Linked DNA regions of Ovis aries: region 2 is linked to region 1. Evidence: chromatin contacts called from public Hi-C data. All regions are on one chromosome and are shown on one strand. Each heading gives the region's core, a stretch centred on a gene start, on an enhancer-like site or on the middle of the called end of the contact. The rest is flanking DNA. Distances are from core to core; before and after follow the strand shown.

Region 1 (5,116 bases), core at 1,899-4,398:
ACCAGGAAATAGGGCTGGGTTTCCTATGAGCAATGCCTATATATCCTTGCCCTGAAAGACAGGGATTGGTACGGGACAGACTGGGGCAGATGACCTGTGAACATAGCGGGCCGCACCTAATGGAAACTCTTGGCTTAAAATCCTGCTAATTCTTACCTTACTAATGCTACTAGCTGCACAACTTGTATACTGTTTTACAAGGTTGCTCTTTCTTGCATGTGACTGATTCTGTGATAAGATGGTGAGTAGGCAACATCTGGTTCTATATAAAACCAATGATTATAATTGTATTACTCCAGCTACAGGGAAAAACGAGGGAACTATTTGCCACCTTCAGTTGGGTCCTGACACCATTCAGCCTGACCCTCGGGGCTTGCAACAGGCTGCAGCACTGCCCACGGAACCACCCGGGAGGCTGGTTCATCTCCAGAAGATGCCAGTTCTACCTGGAATGTTTTAATGCGGGGGAGGGCTAAATTATTGTGCAATTAAAACAGTGTTCACTTCAGGGGCTACAGGTAAAATGTCAGACAGAGGTGCTGTTGCTAAATTCTGGCATCACATTCCCTAGGAGTCTTGGGGACAGAATCCAGCTCATCCCATGAGCTTGGCTCCCCTTATTGACATCAAGGAGCCTCTGAGAGGCTCCGGAACCCCCAGACACGTCAGGCTAATCCTGATGATCCCGTTGGCTGAGATCACTGTGGTGCCCAGGCCTTCCAGCAGCTCCCCGACTCAGTGGCCTCGTTTCTCAGCACTTCCTGAGCCACGCGCTTGGCCAGGTGACTGCCCCGCCTCCCATCAAGGCTGGAGGCTGAGCCCCACCCAGTGGGTCTGAATTGTGTTGCTTGATGAAACGCGGAAACGTGACAGGGTAGAACGGTTACAGAGCAAGTGGCGGGAAAGTCACATCAACCAAATCCAGCCATTCGGGCTCAGCCAGAAACGGGTGATTCATGTTGGTGAGCAAGACCGGCCTGGCTCGAGCACCCTTTCCTAGGGGACCCTTCAGACCCCACATCGTGGCCCGGCCACAGGGAGGGGACTCGGAACCCCCCACGGGCGACACTCGGGGACAGCAAGACACTTGTGGCAGGCCAGCTCCCACTGTGCTCCGTCCCTGCACGCAGGGGGCAGTTTACCTGAACTCGCCCCAGGCCCTGTGCCCACCCTGAGGTCACACCCAGTGCTAAACTATTTGCTTCCCAAAGCGCCCAACTCTGCCAGGCGTTTATGGAGCGCCCCCCTCAGTATCTGACCACCCTCATCTCTGACCACCCTGACTTCTGGCCAGAATCCCCCCGACTCCAGCTGCTTCCTGTTAGGAATTCTCCATCCACTGACCTTTGCTCCTCAGCTGTAAACTGACCACGTGATTTCCCTGGGAACCCGCAGTCTCCCCACCATAAAGTCCCATTACAGTGACCTCGATATCCATGGCAATGGTCAAGTAAAGTCTGCATTGCCATCTTTCACAAGTGATAGTCTGACTTTGTTTTAACAATTTAACGACGGAATTTTTTCCCCTCTGATCACCCCCAAAGTCATCCCACTCTTGCTGCTACACTGCCCTCAGAAAGCAAAGTACTGAGTTTGCTCAGACCCCTTTCTCTCCCTGAAAGCTGCTTGGGGAGGAGTAGAGAGAGATGAAGAGGGGTTGGAGGGGGGTCTGATGTAGCAAGCTTTCATTCTACAGAACTGGCCTCTTCTTAGATGAGAACATCTAAAAATTTCCCCACTTACGTTATTAAGATCAGCCCAAGGAAAACATAATCAGGGGAAAAGGCTACTGTGTCTGTGAAGAACAGAAATCACCACATGCAAACAGAACCAAATAACCATCACGTGGTGATTATTCAAGGTCAGAGTGACTTTGAGGACAGCCTCTTCCACGGCAGAGGAAATGGAATTATCGGGAAAGCTTGGTGTGTCAACATGACCGTTAAAGTCAGTGCAAGGAAAACTGAAATCTATAATGAAGCGAAAAGCCGAAGGACAAATGGAAGAGAAGCGACATGGGCTCCGGAGCTGGGTGGGCAGAGACACGGTGTCTGGGGGCCCAGTCCCAGGGCTCCCCTCCTGAGGCAGGTGCTCAGGAGACAGAACTGTCGTCAACTGCCGTGGGCCACCTAGGTCTACACCTCTGAAAAATGACAGCATCCACTACAGTTAATGGGAAAGAGAGAGGCAGAGAAAGCAGAGAGGTAGAGAGTCCGTCCTAAAGGAGATCAGTCCTGAGTGTTCGTTGGAAGAACTGATGCTGATGCTGAAACTCCAATCCTTTGGCCACCTGATGCAGAGAGGTGACTCATTGGAAAAGACCCTGATGCTTGGAAAGATTGAGGGCAGGAGAAGAAGGGGATGGCAGAGGATGAGATGGTTGGATGGCATCACCGACTCGATGGACATGAATTTGAGTAAACTCGAGGAGTTGGTGATGGACGAGGAGGCCTGGTGTGCTGCAGTCCATGGGGGTGCAAAGAGTCAGACATGACTGAGCGACTGAACTGAACCAAAGAGAGGTAGAGAGATTAGCTTTCAAATATCTCGGAGCCATTGGCTGGGCTGGATGATCTGGACCTTGCCTCTCGTTCTGGTTCTTCCTACATCTGGGGGAATTTGTTGCTCATGGTGGTGAACAGCTATACATAGGGCACCTCAGTCAAATGTCAGCCTTTCAGACTGAGGGCCTGGAGAGCTGGGAAGAGTGTTTGCTTTTCCAATAGCACCATGGATTTTGACAGTTGTGTGAACTGACTCCAACTGGTGTAAGCTTGTTATTCCTCAGAACCCACACAGGAGCTTAAGATCTGCAGAACAGATACGAAGTTCTGTTTCCAAGACTCTGAACCATCAGCGTGGAAGACACCCAGAAACAAGGAGAAGAATTAGAGCTGTGTCCAGAGTTAAAGGGAAAATACACATCACATACAACTATGGCAGAAACCCCCTTTCCCAAGGATGCACCCCCTTCCCTGAGACCCAGAGAAAAAGATTTTCTGTAAGGGAAAAAGCCGGTGCACACACACAAATGATTATGCCAAATGATCAGAACATTGTAAAAGCTAAATGTTCTGGCTCATAAGACTGAGGACACAGCTGAAATAATCAGTAGGAAAGGGTTCTCTATCCCGTGACCCGAGTGAGCATGTGGCTGAGTGCTATGCTCCAACCCACAAGGGTTCATAATCTTGTTGTTGGCTGTAAAAACACAAACACCAGAAAACAAAGGGTCATGTGCTCAGGACAGAAGGCCATTGGGAGCTAAACTGTTCCATTTGAATCCTCAAGGAAAAGGGAAGGTCGCCGAGGGCTTTGTGAACAATCAAGGGCTCAGGTCTGACCCACAGGAGGACAAGGCAGCCACGTGAGGTGTCCAGCAGGGAGGTGCTGCCTCTGCTTCCAGACAAGACGATTTACCCAGGAAGGGGGAGCCTGATGCCTTTCCAAGGACATTTGGACATCAAACAGCCGCAAGAGAGCCACTCTCCAGAGCAGTGGAAATGGAGGCTGGTGGTGGTGGGTGGATGGGTGGGGGGTTAGAGCATGGGGAAAAAAAAGTTTGGTGGCTCTTTTGGGCCAATCCAAAAAAACCCCAAGCTTAGCACTTCAAGTTTCTCTTGCAAAGATGATTATCCAGTTTGCTCATCCATCTTCAAAGGAGGAGCCTGATGGGGTTTTGAGCACGGCAGCCTTGCTGGAATGGTAGCAGTTACTCTGATGGAGCTGTGTCTGCCAGGTACTTACGACAACAGCACCTACTTCACGGGGCCACTGAGAGCTAAATGGAGTCAGTCCTCTGGGCTGGGTCTCTTCCTCTGCAAAATGAGGAAGACTGTCAGGAAATTTATCTGAGGGCACCCCGTGGGGGAGCCTTAGGACGGAGGTCAGAGGATGAACTAGCTGTTTCCGGGGGCAGTGGAGCCTGCGCTGATGACGTCTCGGTTAGCAGCCATCTCCGTCTAATCCAAAGGCTCTCTGGGAGGGCAGGCACCTTGACGGGGACCCTGCCTTCTAGCCCCAGTATCTGTCTGGAGTGGCCTCTGGTCTTCCTGGCCTGCTGCCCCTGCTCTTACTGAGTCCAAGCTCGGTCTTCTTGCTGCACGGACAGGCCATTTAGCCTAGAGAAGAGGTGTTGAGGCAAGGAATACAACTTTATTTGGAAAATTTGCTGACCGAGAAGATGGCAGACCAATGTCTCAAAATAACCATCTTGTCAGGGTCTGAATGCCAGGATCTTTTATAGGACAGAGAAGGGGAGGAGCTGAGGAAGGAAAGACCTTATCTTGCAAATATCTCCTGGAATGGCAAACCTCAGGGAAAAAAGTGAAAGCATTAGCCATTCTGATTCTTTGTGATCCCACGGACTGTAGCCCACAAGGCTCCTGAGTCCATGGGACTCTCCAGTCAAGAAAACTGGAGTGGGTAGTCATTTCCTTCCCTAGGGAGTCTTCCTGACCCAAGGATCGAGCCCCAGTCTCCTGCATTACAGGCAGATTCTTTACCATCTGAACGTCCAGGGAAGCCCCAACCTGAGGGAGAGTTTGTGTTAAGCTCTTCAGATAGACAGGCAGGGTTCCCTGAAGCAGGTCATTATGTATGATTATAATAACAAAAACAATGAAAAGCAAAAGTTAAAGTCAAAGAAACAGACCCATCATGGAATCAGACTTGGCTCTTCCCTAAGATTCCAGGGCTGTCTGAAGTGCTCTGGGTCCTAGAGTTGGGATGAATGCTTCCCTAGTGGCGCAGATGGTACAGAATCTGCCTGCAATGCAGGAAACCTGGGTTTGATCCCTGGGCTGGGAAAATCCCCTGGAGAAGGAAATGGCAACCCATTCCAATACTCTTGCCTGGAAAATTCCTCGGACAGAAGAGCCTGGCGGGCTACAGTCCACAGAGTTGCAAAGAGTCGGAGATGACTGAGCGACTAACACTTTCAGTTTTCCCAACCACAGCTGAGCCTGGATGACTGGCCCCTCCACTCCCATGGGGCTGCCCCAACATGACAGAGAGCTGGCAAGCTCTGGGCCCACCAGAGCTCAATTTGCCCAACTTCCTAGGTCAACAGGGAAATGAAAACTAGAACCACTATGTCACGCCACTCATATCCTTC
Region 2 (5,417 bases), core at 579-3,078, 48 kb before region 1:
ACTGAATGTAATGAATACAAGGAATTTCACTTATAACAATTTTAACTCCACATGTGTTAACTCACCCAGGACAGAAGCTGCATACTTTCAGCCCTGCTGGTAGAGACTGCAGCCATTATTCATCATTGAATTAAGGTATGCTAATTATACTGGGGGAAATAAACGCACAGATCTTAGGATGTGGAAAGGTCTTCCGTCAACCCTCCAAAGAATTTGAGATGTATTTTTTTTTAACACTTAATCTGGATTGAACTTGAACGTTAGCCGTCTTAAAGGGAAACCACCAAAGTATATCGGCGTGCATCAGCTTCAGCCTGTGAGCTTGTTAAACCTGCAGATCCAATTCTGGCTCACCAGCTGTGAGTGATTACCGCTTACCTACACATGTAACAGGAACCCTAGGTGATAATGATGCAAGCGAGTCTGCGGCACTTTGAGTAACATAAGCTGCGAATTCAGGAGAGTCTGCTTTGTATAAAATACATCACTTTAATCACAGTGCTTTGTCAGTAACAAACACAGTAAAGCTACTTCTTTTTCTTTTTTTTTTTAACTGCTATACCTGATGCAGATGCTCTGTGGATATGAGGCATCCAAAAGTAATGGGGTTACCCTCATATACCATAGACATTGGAGAAGGAGAGGGCACCCCACTCTGGTGTTCCTGCCTGGAGAATCCCAGGGACGGGGGAGCCTGGCGGGCTACAGTCCACGGGGTCCCAAAGAGCTGGACACGACTGTGCAACTGACACACACACGCTCTGGATGCAGTGTCCATGCGTTGTCTAGAGCAGTGGAAATACCAGTGCCAGGCCCTGCTATGCTTAGAAATGGATGCTCCCACTCCCATTTCAGGGCTGAGTGGTGTTCCAGGGCTGTTAGTCGAAGGCCCATCTGACCTGCCCAAGCAGAGGCCAAGAGAAAGCCTTCAGGCAGAGAGTCCCAAGTTCATGTTAAGTCATACCAGAGGCACGGACTAGAACTCTCAGTGCTTGAGAGAGCAGAAGGCAACACTTGTGTCATGAAGATAGTCACAGAAATAAAGTGTAGAGGGCAATGAAGCTTTCTGAGGGGCTCAGTGGTAAAGAATCCACCAACGAAGGAGACCCAGGTTCGACCCCTGGATCGAGAAGATCCCCTGGAGAAGGAAATGGCAACCCACTCCAGTAGTCTTGCCTCAGAGAATCCCATGGATGGAGGAACCTGGCAGGTTACAAGTCCATGGGGGTCTCAAAAGAGTCGTATATAACTTAGCAACTAAGCAACAATAACATAGAGGGAAATGCATTAGAGACAGCAAGAGTGATAGGCTAATGTCATTAACATAAATTAGAAACACAGAAGCGAAAGTATATTCTGTATGTCACTCCCATAACTTCTATGTGGACAAATGTTGACCACATTACACAGAGCCTCTGGGGGAGAAAGAATAGAAAGTTAGGGGCTTCCTGGCAATTGATGAGGAAATGCTGTCATAACCTGGGGGGATGGTGATTTAAAACATCCATGTCCTCCTGCTCCTCTAGGCTTACGGGTCTGCACTTCCTGGAGCCTCTCAAAACCCTAACCTCCCACAGCACACACAGGACATCCATGTTCAGGCTGCCTAAGAGTAAGAACTGTATGGACTACAAGGTCCCTCCCCTTTGAACCCTGGGGCCTTGGCTCACCAGGGTACATTGGAACAGGAGGGGCACATGGTCAACCCAAGTCCCCACGACTACATTTCCCAGAGCTCCGTGGTGCCGGTAACTAGACTCAGGGGGCGGAGCACTTCGCAGGCAGGAAGGAGGGCTCTTCCTGGGCTGGGCCAGGAAGTGGGAGGGTGGCTGTCACCCTGGTTCCTGGTTGTGGGCCCCAGAGAGCTCGGTGAGTGACCTGTTTATGCTTGGAAAGTGGGGCTTGATCCTGTTTCAAATGGGAGTCCCTGAGACTGGAGACTCCACAGACCTGAATTTCAGGTCCCAGGACAGTTCAGGAAGTTTGCCTGGCACATGCTCACGCCGTAAGTGCTGTGCAGGATCACAGAGGCGTCACAGACCCCCACTGCAGCTGTCAGGGTTAGCGTCACAGCCACCCAACATGCCAGCTGGGAAGACTCGGCAGGACACAGAAGCATCTCTAAATGTCAGTTTATCCCTCAGAACGCTGGGGCTAATAAGAGAGCTTTCTTACAAAGTCTGTTGTGGGGATTAAAGGAATATATAAAAGATAGCTACTGCGTACAACACGTGTTTCAGAGGACAGGGTCCTCCTCTCGGACAATTGCAACAGTGATGTCCACCTTCTCTGAACCTAACTGGGTGTGTCCCAAAGGGCTCAGTCAGTCCTGCAGGCTGTAAGTTCAGGACCACTCCGGCTCCTCTGGCATTAAGGGATCAGAAGTTCTCTATTGGTCCCAAAACACCCAAGAAGGCTGGGTTTTATTGTCTGCACAGTGTAAGGGAATTCTTGGGGAGGTTTTCTCTGGATAGAAGGAGGGGTCCAAGGGTCTCCAGGGGCCACAGACGCCAGGAACAACTGTCTCACCATCAGGCAGGCGACAGCATTCCCTGGGCACTGATGCGCAGAGTTCCGCAGGAGAGAGGAGCCTGTGGAGGCGGATGGCTCCAAAGCCAGGGGCCCTGTGAGCTCCCTGCTCTGGACTTTGCTCCCCTACCCTGCCCTGCACCCACGAAAACCATATGCCTGCTTGCTCTCTGATCACCGAACTCTCCCTTCCCTTGAGTCACTGTTTATCTTGTCAGCCACACAAAAGCTGACCCCACCCCACCCTCTCACACTCAGAAAACCTGCCAACTGTATATATAGTTCCATCCCACCCAGAGACTTATTTTGTTTGGCCTTGACAGGTTTCAACAGTTCAGAGCCAGTTGTAAAAACAGGCAGATTGCAGCCACAAATCTGAGTTTCTGCTTCTCCTCAAAAGAGAATAAAAGGCAAAACAAACACTCAGACCTTTCCGCTGACAGAGTCTGACCTTCCTTGGCTGTTCTCCTTGGACGGGCGGCTCTGCAGGCTGCCTGCGCTCTCAGCATTGTGAAGAGGGGCTGTGGGCTTGGCTTGCCAGGCAACCTCTTTTTTTTCATCCAGACGATTACTGGGCTGGCCACTTACCCCCTAGGACTGGGCTGGTTCACAGGTCCTTGCAGTAAGCTTCGACACCAAAAAAAAAAAAAAAACAGGTAAGAAAAGGGAAGGGAGGGCTTGCCTGGTGGCTCACGGCAAAAAAAAAAAAAAAAAAAATCCACCTGCAATGCAGAAGCCACAGTTTCGATCCCTGGGTCAGGAAGCTCCCCTGGAGAAGGAAATGGCAACCCACTCCAGTATTCTTGCTTGGGAAATCCCATGGGCAGAGGAGTGTGGTGGCGTACAGCCTATGGGATAGCGAAGAGTCGGACACGACTGAGCAACTGAACATCAAAGGGAAGGGGTGGGAAGGAGAGGAAAAGAAACTCAGAGCACAGGGAAAGGAAAGCCATTGGAAGCATCCCTAAATCCGACTCTTCAGCTGGGCAGCTCTATTCTAAGCACATACCCAGTGAATGGAAATCAGATACAGGAAAATGCACTTGGGCTCAGATTCTGTCTGCAGCACTGTCCACAGTGGCTGAAGATGGAAGCCCTCAGAGAGACAGGAAGGCGCCTGGTGGCTGCAGAGGCGGGAGGGGCTGGGGAGTACCTGCCCACGAGTCTGGGGTCTTACTGGGGGAGTGAGAGAGTTCGGAACTGAACAGAAGGGTGGCTACACCAAGTTGTGAAGGTACCAAAGGACTGAACTGTTCACTTTAAATAGTTTATTTAGGTCATGTGATTGTCACACCAATTTTTAATAATTTGTTCAGTCATGATGGACTTCCCGTCTGGTGCCTCAGATGGTAAAGAATCTGCCTGCAATGCAGGAGACAGGGATTCCATCCCTGGGTCAGGAAGCTCCCCTGGAGGAGGGCACGGCAACTCACTCCAGCATTCTTGCCTGGAGAACCTCATGGACAGAGGAGCCTCGAGGGCTACAGTCTATGGTGTCCAAAGAGTCGGACCCGACTGAGCAACTAACACTTTCAGTCACGGCAGAAAGGCTGGCGGGAGAGACTGCCCCTGCTTGTGGCCCAGAGTGTGACTTCGCCGCCTCACTCCCTGCCCCTGGGACCTCACTTCAGTTCCTCCTCCATTCCTTCCCTCAAAAGGAGGGCTGTTTTTCTAAACTATCAACTCCCTTGTACTTCTGTCCCAGAGTCTGGCTTTGTTCGGCTTCTGCCGTCTAGCCGGGCTCTGGGTGCCTCCTCAGCGGTCCCCGCAGTACCTGCCAGGCTCTGCGGCTCCAGCGCGGGGCCCTGGCGGAGCCGCGGGCCTTCTGTGCGCTAAGGCGGGGCGTCCGACGGCCTCTGAGCAGGGCTGGCCGCGCAGCTCCCTTCCATCCCAGAGTCAGGCAGATGCCCCTCTGCCCTGGGGTTGGGAGTGAGTCTTAGTGTCAGTCCAGTGGGATGCCATCACTGAGACAGAGCAAAGGAAACAGACAGGATGTGAAACACACACAGGAGGAAAATCCACTCGCTCGCACCGTCTCGGGCTCTTCCAGGCGGTCGTGTCTGAAATGCGGGCAGTTGGGATGGAAGACGCGACCTCGGCCCGTGACCTCCCCGGCTGCTTGCACCCCTGAGCCGTGAGGACAGCATCTCAGGGCCGGACGGCCTCTGGACCAACCTATTTTTAATTGTTCTATTTTAGACTTTGGCTTACAATTTTGTTTGGGGAAAGAATCAGGATTTCTCTAGCTCAAAAATAAAATATAAAGTAAAATAAAATTAAAAAATTGAAACCACTGCAGGACATGAGAGATGTAGAGACCCCAGGCTGGGAGCTGAGGTCTTCACCTCAACCCGCTCTCCAGGGCCACATCAAAGAGGTAGTTGGCAACTGAAGACCCGTGACACTTAGGGGTACTTTGCAGCAGCCAGCTGACTGTTGGCCTTTGTCCGCTCGGCGAAGCAACAGGTATTTGTTCGGTGACAGAGAAGTCTTTCTGGCCTGCCTTTCAGGGCCCTCTAGAAATTGCCTCATCCTGTCCATCTTAGCTTTCTCCCACAGAGCTCTCCCCGGTGGCCACTGACGTGACTTGTCAGGTTCCGCAGGTTCAGACCTGAGTCCAGCCTGGTGAGCAAGTGCCTCATGAAGGAAGGGTGCCTGGGCAAGCCGCAGTGCCAGCCCAGGTGGGAATCACAACTCAAAAGTCTTTTTTTTTTAATTTTTAATTTTTACTTTATTTTGCTTTACAATACTGTATTGGTTTTGCCATACATTGACATGAATCTGCCACGGGTGTACACGGGTTCCCAGTCCTGAACACCCCTCCCACCTCCCACCCCATATCATCTCTCTGGATCTTCCCCGTGCACCAGCCCCAAGCATCCTATATC

What was found. Hi-C and Micro-C count contacts between places; a contact is called where the count stands out from the background.
Region 2: a contact with region 1 is called in a Hi-C map of liver, with 2.5 times the contacts expected there. The contact joins the promoter of NAT1 here to the enhancer-like site in region 1. A contact is called at or near these places in 4 of 16 Hi-C or Micro-C datasets (liver, mixed tissues, skin fibroblasts and 1 more).

Annotation. Positions count from the first base shown.
Region 1 is chr26:38,298,798-38,303,913 of ARS-UI_Ramb_v3.0, reverse strand. No RefSeq gene overlaps it. Among named protein-coding and RNA genes, the nearest start is that of NAT1, 47 kb to the left of the region's middle. Within about 2 kb of position 3,148, at least 2 of the 54 cell types and tissues checked have an H3K27ac peak or open chromatin away from gene starts, as enhancers often do. A contact at or near this core is called in liver, where this site is marked.
Region 2 is chr26:38,344,917-38,350,333 of ARS-UI_Ramb_v3.0, reverse strand. NAT1 (N-acetyltransferase 1) reads left to right here and starts at 1,828. Exons shown (of 5, transcript XR_009598647.1): 1 at 1,828-1,869; 2 at 3,094-3,185; 3 at 5,076-5,210.